Regions from separate parts of the Mus musculus genome. Here regions 1 and 3 are each linked to region 2. A link is a contact called in public Hi-C and promoter capture Hi-C data. All regions are on one chromosome and are shown on one strand. The core of a region is the stretch at or near the end of the contact, and the rest is flanking DNA. Distances in the headings are between cores, read along the strand shown.

Region 1 (4,008 bases), core at 115-2,614, 540 kb after region 2:
AGGATGACATTTTCCTGAAGAAGAGCTTGGGCAGGAATGTGTGGCTTTTGCGGGTAAAGCTTGTGTTCTGTGTAAGAAGGGAGGAGGAGATGTCAGCCCCGGCTCCTCAAAGCCAGCCCGCAAGCACCACACCCTAGTCTCTGGCCGAGTTCTCCCAGAGGGGGACCGCTTGTCAGTTGAGGAATCCCCAAGCCTAACTTAAAGCACCCTTGAATGGTGGATGCTTTCCCCGGAGGGGAATGGTGGATTTTCTTCCTCGCAGTAGATCCTTCAGTATCTTCAACAGCTGGGTTGTAAGGTAGAGGGAATCTTTCTGAAGCTACCTAACCTCTTAGTCTCTGGCTCCAAGGATCACTCTCTGCTCCCCCTCAGAACACCTTGGTGACAGGGCACGCAAGGGCAGCAAGTGCCTGTGGCTCCCTGTCAGCCCTAACTTATATATTCTTGGCACCTCTTAAGGATGTCCTGTTTGGAGGCCTGGGGCTCTATGTATGGGCAAAGCCACAGCTGCCTTGGCTCTCTTGAGTGTGCAGAGGAGGGTGAGGGCAGGGGAGGGTGACCCAAAGACCGCCTCCCTCCACCCAACAATGGCACCAACAGATAATACTCTCTTGTCTGGGTATAGGGGGACAATGGTCCCACAGAGGGCTGGTGGGGGGCAGGGCAGGAGGGCACTGGACAAAGGGCATATTCACAACCACCTCCTCCTCTGCTCTCTCAGTGCGCCCCCTCCCCCAATCTGTAGGATTAGGGCACAGGGCACCTGTATTCAGAGATCTGTGCCCCCTATTCTGCTGTGTGTTAGCAGCACCTCTCTGACAAAAACAAGACATAGCGGTTTCAGTTGTCATCTACAACGGCTTCCGCCCCTGAGAATTTAGCTGGCTTCTGGCTTCTCTATAGCCTTGTGCAGGAACCCACTCCCAGCGCGGGCTCCACAACAGCCCTGCACTCTCTGGTGCTACCCAGACCCATTTGCCAGCTGGTGTCGCCAAGGAGCATCGACTTTCACTTCCCTGCGGCGATATTTCCTTCTCCAAAGACACTAAGACTCCCCCAAAATATCCCCGCTCGCGCCCCTTGCCTTAGGGCTGCCTTGGAGGACCCAGAGGCAACTTCAACTCCGGAACCTGGTGTCCTCATTTGCAAACTACTTCTGCCCATGCATCCCCAAGAATCTCGCTTTCAGTTAGCCTCTCTCCCGCCCCGGCCCCCACGCACGCGCTGCGCTCACCATGATGAGTGGGCGCACCGCCGTCACCGCCTTTGCGGGTACTATGTCTCCGGGGCCGCCCGCCTGCGTGAGGGACACGGGCGTCTCCGGGTGTCCGGGGCCCCCCCACGCAGGGTCCCTTTCATAGCCTGGGGGCGGGGCGCGCGGACAGGGCGGGGTCAGCCCGAGCCTCTGCGCACGCGCCCCCGGGGAATGGAAACCTGAGTGCCAGGAAGCAGCGGTCTGAGCCTTGGCAGAAAGTAAAAGCACACCTGGACTCTCAATGCCAAGAAAGAGTCCGCCACGCCACCTCTTTGTTCCTTAAAAGTTAAAGTTTAACTTTTTCCCTTCTCTGAGACAGGAACTCACTATGTAGCCCTGACTGTCCTGGAACTCACCATGTAGATCAGGCTGGCCTGGTACAGAGATCTGCCTGCCTCTGCCTCCCAAGTGCTTGGATTAAAGACATCACCAGGAGAGAGATGAACTCTTAAAACAGGAGGCAGTTGCCTTTCCTGGGTTCCCAGGCAGGCTGGGATGAAATGGGTGCAGTCAGATAGTTTAAAATTTTGAAACAGGCTCATAGACCTTATCACAACTGACATGTGAAGGAAGTACCATTCAGGCCACGAAACCAGGCCGATAGGCATCACCGCCTCCTAAAACAAAAACAAAGACCTAATTCATCAAAGTCCATAATTCTGGGAAAGGCCCTAAATGTCCTAACCTTGATTTTTGGCTCCTATAGTCTGCTTCTGACTTAGGTGTGTCAACACAGGATGTGGTTTTTATGATTAAAAGCCTACCCTGAGAAAAGTGCTGGGTGGTGGTGGCACACACCTTTAATCCCAGCACTTGGAAGGCAGAGGCAGGTGGATTTCTGAGTTCAAGGCCAGCCTGGTCTACAGGGTGAGTTCCAGGACAGCCAGGTCTACACAGAGAAACCCTGTCTCAGGAAAAAAAAAAAAAAAAAAAAAAAAGTCTAGTGAAGGGGCTGAGGGGCTGGCTAATAAAGACTTTCTATTGGCTTCCGCTTGGGTCTAAGCAGTCTTCTTTGCTGGATATCCCCCAAAAAAGGTTTGTTTTAAAGATGAATCTCATGTAACCCAGGCTAAGTTCAAACTCTCTATGTAACAAAGGGTGACCTTGAACTTCTTATCCTCTTGCTGGAAATTCATACATACAAGAACATGTCAGCTGTTTAAGATGCTGGGGTTCCTGCAAGCTAGGCAAGTGCATCCTAGCTTCGAGGACGTGGTGACATTGTTCACTTTCACTTTTTTCTTTAATCCCAGCACTTGGGAGGCAGAGGCAAGCAGATCTCAGTGAGTTCCAGGCCAGCCTGATCTGCAGAGTGAGTTCCAGGACAGCCAGGCCTACAGAGAGACACCCTGTCTCAACAAAACAAAACAAAACAAACGGATATATAATTATATATAATTTCTCAGGAGCAGTTGAGATATAGCTTTGTTAACATGGCCACGTTACCCTGAGTTGAACTTCTAGGCCATGAATGATAGAAAACCAACTCCCTCGACTTGTTCTTCTCTGACAGCCACAGGCAGGTAGTAGGTGTGTAGGTCCGCACACATAAATGCACACAAAAATAAATTAAAATGTACTTTTTATTTCTTTGAGAGATCTCTCTGTCCAGCTCTGGCTATCCTGGAATTCACTGTGTAGACCAGGCTGGCCTCAAACTCACAGAGATCCGGCTGCCTCTGCCTCCCTGATGCTGGGACTAACAATGTGTACCACCACTGCCTGGCTTAATAGATGAGTTTTATTTTATGTGTATTGGTGTTTCGCCTGCATATGTGTCTATGTGGGGGTTTAGAACCTTCTGGAACTAGAGTTATAGACAGGTGTGAGCTGCCATGTGGTTGCTGGGAATTGAACTCAGGTCCTCTTAAAGAGCAGCCCTTGCTCTTAGCCTCTGCGCTATCTCTCCGGCCTCATTTAAAATGTAATTTTAAAAAGACATGATTTAAAATACTTTTATCTAGGGACTGGGACTATAGCTTGGTGTTAGAAGACTTGTCTAGTAGGCACAAGTTCCTGGACTTGACCTGGGGATAAGTTTGGGGACCAAAGTCATTCTGCCTTTGAATTGCCTCTCACTTGACTGGAATCCTGGCTTCATCCAGCCTAAGTCATCTTTATCCCTGCTTCTGGACCACATGGCAAAGGCCTTGCATGATGGTTTGTATATGCTTGGCCCAGGGTGTGGCACCATTAGGAGGTGTGACTCTGTTGGAGAAAGTGTGTCACTGTGGACATGGGCTTTAAGACCCTCATTCTAGCTTCCTGGAAGTCAGTCTTCTCATAGCAGCCTTCAGATGAAGATATAGAACTCTCAGGTCCTCCAGCCTGCCTGGATTCTGCCACAATCCCACCTTAATAATAATCGTCTGAACCTGTAAACCACCATCCCCAATTAAATGTTGTCTAAGAGTTGCCTTGGTCACGGTGTCTGTTCACAGTAGTTAAAACCCTAAGATGGCCTGATCTTTTTTTTTTCCAGATTTATTTATTTATTTTATGTGTATGAGAACACTGTTGCTGTTTTCAGATCCACTAGAAGAGGGCATCAGATCCCATTACAGACAGTTGTGAGCCACCACATGGTTGCTGGGAATTGAACTCAGGACTGCTGTTAACCACTGAGCCATCTCTCCAGCCCAGGCTGATCCTTTTGAGGCCAGATGTTTATTCGCTAACTCTAGGAAGTCACAGCCTTCTCAGTGGGATTTCTGTGCTGTTCTAGAACATAATATTCCCAGGGCAGCTTAAGG
Region 2 (4,086 bases), core at 375-2,874:
CATTCCTAGAACCTGCCAAATAAACAGTACTGATACAGCCGTGGAGCTTGGAGGTGTGTTATCAGACATTTCTACAGTGAGAGGCCTGAGTGCTGACAATAAGGTAACGAGATACATCAACATAGCCTTCCTTCTCCATTGCGCATTGGTTTTGCTAAGTGAAGTTTGAAATATCTTTGATTTCAGAGTTTTGTTTTGAGTCTGAAGAAGTAGATAAAATATCATAAACCCATGGTACTTACTTCTAGGGTTAGTCAGAGGTTTACAAAGATAACACAGAAAGTATTTAAATGGCCTGCAACAAAGCACTAGCTAGACTGCGTCCTTAGCGTTCCAGTTAGCTCCTGGAGCCATGGCTATCTTACTCAGCACTCGAACATCTCTGACCTAGTTTCATCTGTAGAAAAACCACAGGGCCTGTGCCCACCCACAGAGTTGAGAGCCCTTCAGGGGAACAGCAAATGACCTGGGAGAATCCGCTGGCCCAGTTGTTGCCAGCTCCTCCGCCATGCTCCGACAGGTAGATGTTCTCTGGGTTGTAGAGCTTAGCATAGGAGGAGTTTAGGATGGAATGGATCACCCGGGGCTCCAGGTCCAGCAGCACAGCCCGGGGGATGTAGTGCTCATCATCTGCCTGTCAGAGGGAAGCCAGGATGGGTCAAGTCCTGAAGCCTCCCAACTCTGGCTCCTGCAGGCTCTCCCTCAAGATAGCCACTCTGTTCCCATCCATCCACTCAGAGTTTCCCAGCACCAGATCGCGCTGCCAGTCCCGCCAGGGTCCTGGTCAAGTCACTTGGGGGAGCACCTGGTAGAAAAAGACGTCCTTTCGGTCAGTGCCCTCCGTGGCGAACTCTTCTACGATGCCCTCGGGACTGATGCCATGCTCGGCACATAGCTGTTTCCAGAACTCGAACCCAACTAAGAGAGGGAGGCGGAAGGTGAAGAAAAAAGATACGTGAGTCTGGGTAGGTTCCAAATAGCCAGTGGGGGATTTGAACGCCTGGGTCTAGGGATCTAGATTAGCCTTGGGACTCCCTAGTGTCTAGGCCAATGACTGGACAGGGGAAGGTCCATTGGCTTTAGGCAGTTGGGCACAGGGTTGGGAATCGCCTTTGTGGGGGAGAACTAGGATTCTGCAGACAGACCGAAGCTATGACCTTATTGCGAGGGCCTCTTGCACCTAAGGAACCTGGGAGGCAGAGGGTCTGGGAGGTTCGCTCACTCTGATTGCCGCACTGGCCCAACTGTAGGGTGATGATTTCTCTCGGCATCGCTCCTCAGACATCGGCGTTGCAGTCTCTCCCGCCAGCAACACCGCCGACCGCTAGCGCGCTCGCCGGCAAGACGCAGGCGCCAGACAATGCGCTCCACCCCTAATCGTTCTCCGCTCCAATGGGAGCTGGGTTCTGCAGATGAAATTTCCTCCTTCATCGGGCTTCAGTCGTGCGAGTTGCGCGTGCGCGGCTCCGAATCGCGCTCAGCGCCGGGAACGCATTTCGACGCAGTGTTCTCTTCCGTCTGATGAATGCGCACCGGAGCGTCTGCGCATGCGCGCGTGGGCGTTCCGGCACTTGCCCCGCCCCGCCCCTTCTCCGCCCGGCCGCAGCCAAATCGTGCTTCTGCGCAGTCGGTGTTATTGTGACTCCCGGGCCGTGGCCCCGGATGTTGTGGCTGCTGAAGGGGAGATGGAGGAGGCTGAAGGGGTGGCCGCGGCCCCGGGTCCAGCTTCGGGGTTGGCTTTCAGGGGCCGCCGAGCTATGTCCGGCTCCTGGGAGCGCGACCAGCAGGTTGAGGCGGCGCAGCGGACCCTGGTGGAGGTGCTGGGCCCTTACGAGCCTCTGCTGAGCCGGGTGCAGGCAGCCCTGGTGTGGGAGCGGCCGGCCAGGAGCGCCCTGTGGTGCCTGGGGCTGAACGCGGCGTTCTGGTGAGACACCCGGACCCTCACTGACCCTACTAGGCGGGAATTCCTCAGGTTGTTCTGGGGGGGGGGGTGTCGATCTCTCACCTGCCCTGTCCTGCCTTCTTTCGTCGCCCTGGCTGCTTCTGATACTTGCCTGATAATGCTTCACTTTCCCCAGCATCCCGCCTGCCTCCAGGCTTTGGCACCCCGGGTGCTCGCAGGGCCTTCCTGGTCTTCTCCACTTGCCCCCACGACTCGCCAGAGAATCTGGTACCATCCCGTGTCGCTCGCAGTAAGCCGGGGTGCCTCTTGTTAGCGAGAGAAAGTGATTTCACTTCGAGACCATTTCCTCCGTTTCTCTTGCTTGCCCCAGGGTGGTGGTTCCGAGAGGTTTTAACTTAACGATGATGGGAGGAGAGGCAGAAGGGTATCCCTGGGTGTGAGGAGGAAAACAAGCTTGAGCCGGTTATCATGGATTATTAGCATGTTAGATACCGTCTCACCCAGTCAAGTTGGTGAAGTTTGTGTGGAGTTTCAGCTTGAAAGAAAAGTAGATGTATTAAGAAGGAAAAAATTAAAAAACAGTGGTGATCTTTCATCTGTTTCAGAGCCACTTAGGATTGCAACGCTTCCCCCCAAAAATTAGACCTTAGCTGTGGTTCAAGGAGTTTGAGGCTGTCTGAGAGCCGTTGAGTTCTCTTTCACTGGACAAGTGGCTTTATATTAAAGTGTGTGTTTCATTCTCTGGAAAAAATGAGAGCACCTAGGAGGAGTTTGGGCTTCATCGAGTCTACCAACCATGGTTTGGGTTTATTAATAACCATAGTACTGATCAAATTCCAAGGGAACTGACATATCACTGAGGCTTCTACAACCAGAAGAGATGAGACTCTTTGAATAAGCCTGTGTGTGTGTATGTGTATAGGGGTGTGGTCCTGAGATGGGGTGGTCGTGAGGAGTTGTGGGTACTTGTAGAGGCTAGAAGCATCAGATCCCCCTGGAGCTGGAGATAGGTGGGGGTTGCTGGGAACTGAACTTCTCTGGGAGAGCAGTATGTGCTCTTAGCCACCGAACCATCTCTCTAGCTCTGGAACACATTTCAAAGCTGCAACAGATTTGCTGGTCCTCAACAGTGTATTCTTTTTTGGCTCCAAATATCCTCTCCACAGAGCAGGCCTTGAACTTCTGACCTTCCTGCTCCCAGCTCCCGAGGATTGGGGCTATTGACACTGGCCACCATGCTGTACCATAGTGTTTACTTAGGCTAAGTCTGCGTTTAGAATCTTTCTCAGAACCCCTCTTGTGCTAAGTTGTGACTGATCCCTATCTCTGGCATTTCCGGGTAGTATGCCTGCTGTGTAGCCACAATGCAGGAGGTGGGGGAGAGATCCACCAAAGTGAGTGTGGCCTAAGACTTAAAAAACAATTGAGCTTGTCATTTATAGAGGGGACTCATACCTTGGGAGGGGTACAGATAGTATTAAAGTCCAAGCGGGTTAAAGTAGTCAGACATTGGCACTTATAGAATTGTTTTGGGAGAATGAATTTCTTTGAGGGCTAAACACAGTTCACTCCTCAGTAGTGTCTTTGTGAGTGTTGTCATTTCACTTAGTAGAGTAAAGAATGACTAGATTTTCAACGAATTGAAGAAGTATCACTAAGTTAGGTCAGAAACAACAAATCTGAAGTACTTCTTATATTATTTATTAGGAATAATGACGTTATCAAAAGCTGAGGTGCTTTTGATGAGTCAGAAGATTAGCTTGATACTACAAAGTTGTCACCTGAGTGCTGGAGTCCACCTTAGCGTAGTAGAGCCTACCTCCAAACCTGATGCCCTGATCCAGCTTCTGTAAGCTGTCACCTGACTTACACACACACACACACTCCCCCCCCCTCTGTCTCTCTCTCTCTCTCTCTCTCTCTCTCTCTCTGAAAGAATTTTTTTTTTCCCAAGTCCTCCAAATTCAGGGCACATAGTGTGTTTAGTGATGTACATTCCTTCTCTGGTGTAGTTTTCCCTGTACCTGTGACTATGCCCTCTTACTTTCTAAACACAGGAGGTTCATAAAAGAATTCCATGTGGTAGGGTGCCACCATGTATTTCCAGGGTGTCCCCTCCCAGGTACCAGAGAAATCAGGGTGACCCTGTCCAAAATCTTGTAACCCACATCGCTTCTAGCCCC
Region 3 (3,849 bases), core at 557-3,056, 720 kb after region 2:
CTAAACAGCCACTCCCCCAACTCCCACCCACACAAGCTGTTTCCTCTTGTCACTCTGTACGCTCTCTGAGAGTTAGGATACTTTAAATTTTCTGTGCAGCCAAGGTCTAGGCTGGCACCCAGCATACAGTTGGTACTCAGTACCTTGGTTCATGCCTTGGGTTCATGTTACAGCCGCAACAGCAGTCATCAACCACAGGAAGAAATACCCACGGCTCCTTAGGCCACCTACTGAGTTCTTTTGGATGGCTCAACAGCCTTGTCTACTCTGAAGGGGCTTGCTGCCTCGCTTTGGTTTAGACCTCTGCTCCCTTTCTTTCCATCTAATGTCTGATTTTCCCCCAAATCCGTCAAAGTTTCCTTACATCATTATTTAATCTCCTTTGTCTGTTTCTCCCTGGAGCAGTATCCAGCCCCCCCCCGCCCCACCCCCAAAACACACTGACCCTTCTGCTCTGGGACTTGAAAGAAGGTGTCGGCCCAGGCGTGGTGGCGCACGCCTTTAATCCCAGCACTCGGGAGGCAGAGGCAGGTGGATTTCTGGGTTCGAGGCCAGCCTGGTCTACAAAGTGAGTTCCAGGATAGCCAGGGCTATACAGAGAAACTCTGTCTGGAAAAACAAAAACAAAAACAAAAACAAAAAAAAAAAAAAAAGAAAGAAGGTGTCGGAGTTTAGAGTGTACCATATTTCCTAGTCTTGTGATCTCTTTGGAGCGTAGTTTTAAAATCGCATTACATTTTATTTACTTTTATGTGTGTGGCACTTGTGCCAAGGCGGGAGATCAGAGGACAGAGGACAACCTGTGAGACTTGGCTGTTGTCTCCCTCCATGAGGTATCAGACTCGGGTGGTCACATCTGCACAACTGAGGCACCACACAAGCCCATTAAAAATATTCTTTTAACATGGATCATTTCGATCCCACTTTGAAGACCAGGCTGGCCTCTTAACTCACAGAGATCTGCCTGCCTCTGCCTCCTCGAGTGCCACCACTGCCTGGCTGCTCCAGCACTTTTTAAGAACTGTCTCGAACTGAGACAGTTTAAATACTGACATTCCTCAGCTGTTTAAGTGCTACTACAAAGCTTATTTCATTTAATCTCTCCAACCTAAGATAGATAAAGCTAATGAACCCACTTTACAGAAGAGATACAGGGTGAAAGGTACACTAACTAGCCTAAGGTCATACAAAGATTAAGGGGAGAACCCAAACCCAGGCCTGCTAATTCTAAACAGAAGGGATCAGGGAACACTCCATCTTTTGTAGGGGGGAGAAAATCCCAACCCAGCACAAAGCCTATGAAATGCTTTACAAACATCTTATTACTACGTTGAGGCAAGAATGAATAAGCCTGACGCTGAGTTGGCTGGCTAGTGAAGGCGTCAGTCCTTTCCCATGCCTCCCCCTGACTCACCTGTTGGACAGGTAGGGGGGGAAGGGGAGAATAATGAGTCTTACCTGCTCAGGGCTAGGGTGGGGCAAGTCACGCCCCACCTGATCCATTGGCTTTTTCCTTAGTCTTACTGACAGCCCTCTGTCCAATCATAAAGAAGAAACTTTCTATTTGCCAATAGATGCAGAGTGAGGATGAGACCTCAAGTTGGCGTCCACCCCAGAGTCGAGTGGCAGTCCCTGGGGCCAATGGTGAGCGCATAAACAGAGGCGGCCGTGGTAGAGGTCCCGGCGCGAGGCTCCGCCCCTCGATGGGATAGTCAGGCTGGGCAGCCAGTGAGATAGCCTCAGAGGGTGGGAGTCTCCCTAGGGGGCGGAGCTTCGAGGGGGCGAGAGGTGTGGCTTGGCTGTCAGGTCCCTTTGCCTTTTGTTCGGTTACTGAGTTGCTGCCTTGGCCAGAGTCCGGAGCAGCCGCCGCCCGAGTGCGCCGAGCTCAGTTCGCTGCCCGCGCCGGCTCCCTCCCGGCCAGACCCGACCCCGATTCGGCTCAGCCCGGCTCCACGCTCAGGTACACCCGATCGGGGTACGAATCACTGTGGGAGAGTAGGGACAGCAAGCGGCCGGGAGGCTGGTTCCAGCGGTTTCAGGGCAGGTGAGGGCGGGTGTCAGGGAGCGCATCCTACACCAGCGACAGGGGGCGCGCTGGGGTCCGGGGCGCGGGACCCTTGGGACAAGCAATCTGGGTTGGAGCGCCCCTCCAGGCTCGGTGAACCGCAGGTCTGAGAAGGGTGGGGAGGAACTAGGGCAGGTGCCTCGGAGTTCGCGCCTCCCCCAGGGCCCCAGAGCTCGCCTAACACGGCGTCCCTGACTCTCCCCTGGAGCTGACCGAGCAGACTTTGACCCGCTCCGCCTGGTCCCGGAGCTCACGGTGACAGGAATTTACCGTTTGGGAAACTTGCTGCCTAGTCTCTTTGGGGCCACCCTCACCGCACCCCACGCGTCATCCTCGCTTTCTCTCCCTCCCTCCCTACTCCCCCAGGCCTGGGTGGGGCCCTATTGTCTGCGCCCAGCTTTCCAAACTGTGGGGGCCGAGTGCACATTTTCCCAGGGACGCAATTCCCACCTGCTGAGCAGAGCAGGTGAGCGCTTGGAAGACGGAGGCCCTGCCCTGCAGCTCCGAGCTGGACCTGTGGCGCCTCCCTCCGCTCTAGTGTACGCCGGTCAATGCCTTCTCCTACGGAGGTGGGATAGGGTGACTGGGGAACTGGTGAAGGGTCTGGGCTGAGTGCCCTACCGATGTCTGACACTGGTGGCTTGGCCTGGAGTCTGGGCCGGTAGAGAAAATTTAAGAAGCACTCGCCCAGTTTTTAGTAGCTGTGGTTTCCAGAGTGTTGATAGGGAAACAGCAATATCTTTTGATTTCTGCAACCCATTCTTGTTGAGAAATCACTCCAAACAAACTTTCCAGGAGAAAGTAACCATGGGAGCCTTTTCTAGGATTTTTCTAGTCTCCTTGTTGAGAGCTGATTCTAGGCTTGGTGGTACTTCTTGGAGGAAAACCCCTTCCCCCAGTCAGCTCCAAGCTGAACGTAGCCAGTGTGTGCGCTTTGACCCTGTTCTCCCTGCCCCCAACTCCATCCTGTTTGCCAGGCCCCTAAGGCCTGAGGTAGGGACCAATGGGGGTGGGGTGGGGGCGTTGCTGAAAGGGGAAGTGTCTTCTTCCTTCCCCCTCCTCCGGAGACCATCACACCCCCTTATATGAGGCCTGCTAAGTATCTGTCCTCCCAAGCTCTGCCCCTTCCCCAGGAATGGGGTTGGGACAGGGCTGGGCCAAGCTAGGAAGATGAGGAAGAGTGATTAGTCTTTCCCTAACTCCCCCATTCCATCCCCGATTTTATTTAGCTGGCTGACAATTGAGGCAGGATAGCATAGGGCAGGAATGTTGCTGGCCGGTCCGCTGGGTTTCTAGATTATGAAGGTGCATTCTTTCTAGAGGACTCGCCAGAAGTCCCTCCTCCACCCACTCTTTTCCTGAGTGTTTGGCGGGGAAAGTGGGACAGGAGGAAGTCTTTGCTGTAGAAGGTTTCTTCCCTGCCAGGCACCCTGAGGCTGCACAGTGTGATCCGCGCCCTCCCCTTGCCTTCCGTGTGCTGAGAGCGCTTCTCTGGCTGGAATTGTGAACTTCTACTCGCCCTTGCTGCACTGGTTATACAAATCCGAAGAGTGGCCTTTTCATAGGCATTTGGAGGCCCCTCCCCATCAGCCTTCTTGTGGGGGACCGAGCAGGAATGCCAGCGCTAGCCTGGAGCAGAGGGAAGGTGGGGTGAGGGTCATGAGTGCTGCTTGCTGTGACTCACCTGGAGGCCGCTGGTGGTGCTTCGTTGGAGAGTGGGAATGGCAGACAGACTCTCCCCTTGAGTAACCCCCTTAGGTCCTGTTGAGGGGGTAACATAAGTG

What was found. Promoter capture Hi-C pulls out the DNA fragments that hold promoters and counts their contacts. Hi-C and Micro-C count contacts between places; a contact is called where the count stands out from the background.
Region 1: a promoter capture Hi-C map of pre-B cells shows a contact between it and region 2, with 6 times the contacts expected there. The contact joins the promoter of Cnp here to the promoter of Retreg3 in region 2. A contact is called at or near these places in 2 of 39 promoter capture datasets (liver and pre-B cells) and 1 of 115 datasets of contacts at active chromatin or transcription factors (pro-B cells).
Region 3: a contact with region 2 is called in a Hi-C map of B cells, with 9 read pairs. The contact joins the promoter of Jup here to the promoter of Retreg3 in region 2. A contact is called at or near these places in 2 of 39 promoter capture datasets (HPC-7-derived erythroid cells and liver) and 1 of 484 Hi-C or Micro-C datasets (B cells).

Annotation. Positions count from the first base shown.
Region 1 is chr11:100,572,295-100,576,302 of GRCm38.p6, reverse strand. Cnp (2',3'-cyclic nucleotide 3' phosphodiesterase) reads right to left here and starts at 1,364. Exons shown (of 4, transcript NM_009923.2): 1 at 1,235-1,364; 2 at 1-67. The coding sequence starts at 1,237. Ttc25 (tetratricopeptide repeat domain 25) reads right to left here. Exons shown (of 12, transcript NM_028918.3): 12 at 3,737-4,008.
Region 2 is chr11:101,117,379-101,121,464 of GRCm38.p6, reverse strand. Retreg3 (reticulophagy regulator family member 3) reads left to right here and starts at 1,624. Exons shown (of 9, transcript NM_026501.3): 1 at 1,624-1,924. The coding sequence starts at 1,686. Tubg1 (tubulin, gamma 1) reads right to left here and starts at 1,348. Exons shown (of 11, transcript NM_134024.3): 1 at 1,223-1,348; 2 at 806-918; 3 at 467-634. The coding sequence starts at 1,271.
Region 3 is chr11:100,395,747-100,399,595 of GRCm38.p6, reverse strand. Jup (junction plakoglobin) reads left to right here and starts at 1,806. Exons shown (of 14, transcript NM_010593.2): 1 at 1,806-1,960. It overlaps Gm12348 (predicted gene 12348), which reads right to left and starts at 1,480. Exons shown (of 4, transcript NR_132425.1): 1 at 1,459-1,480.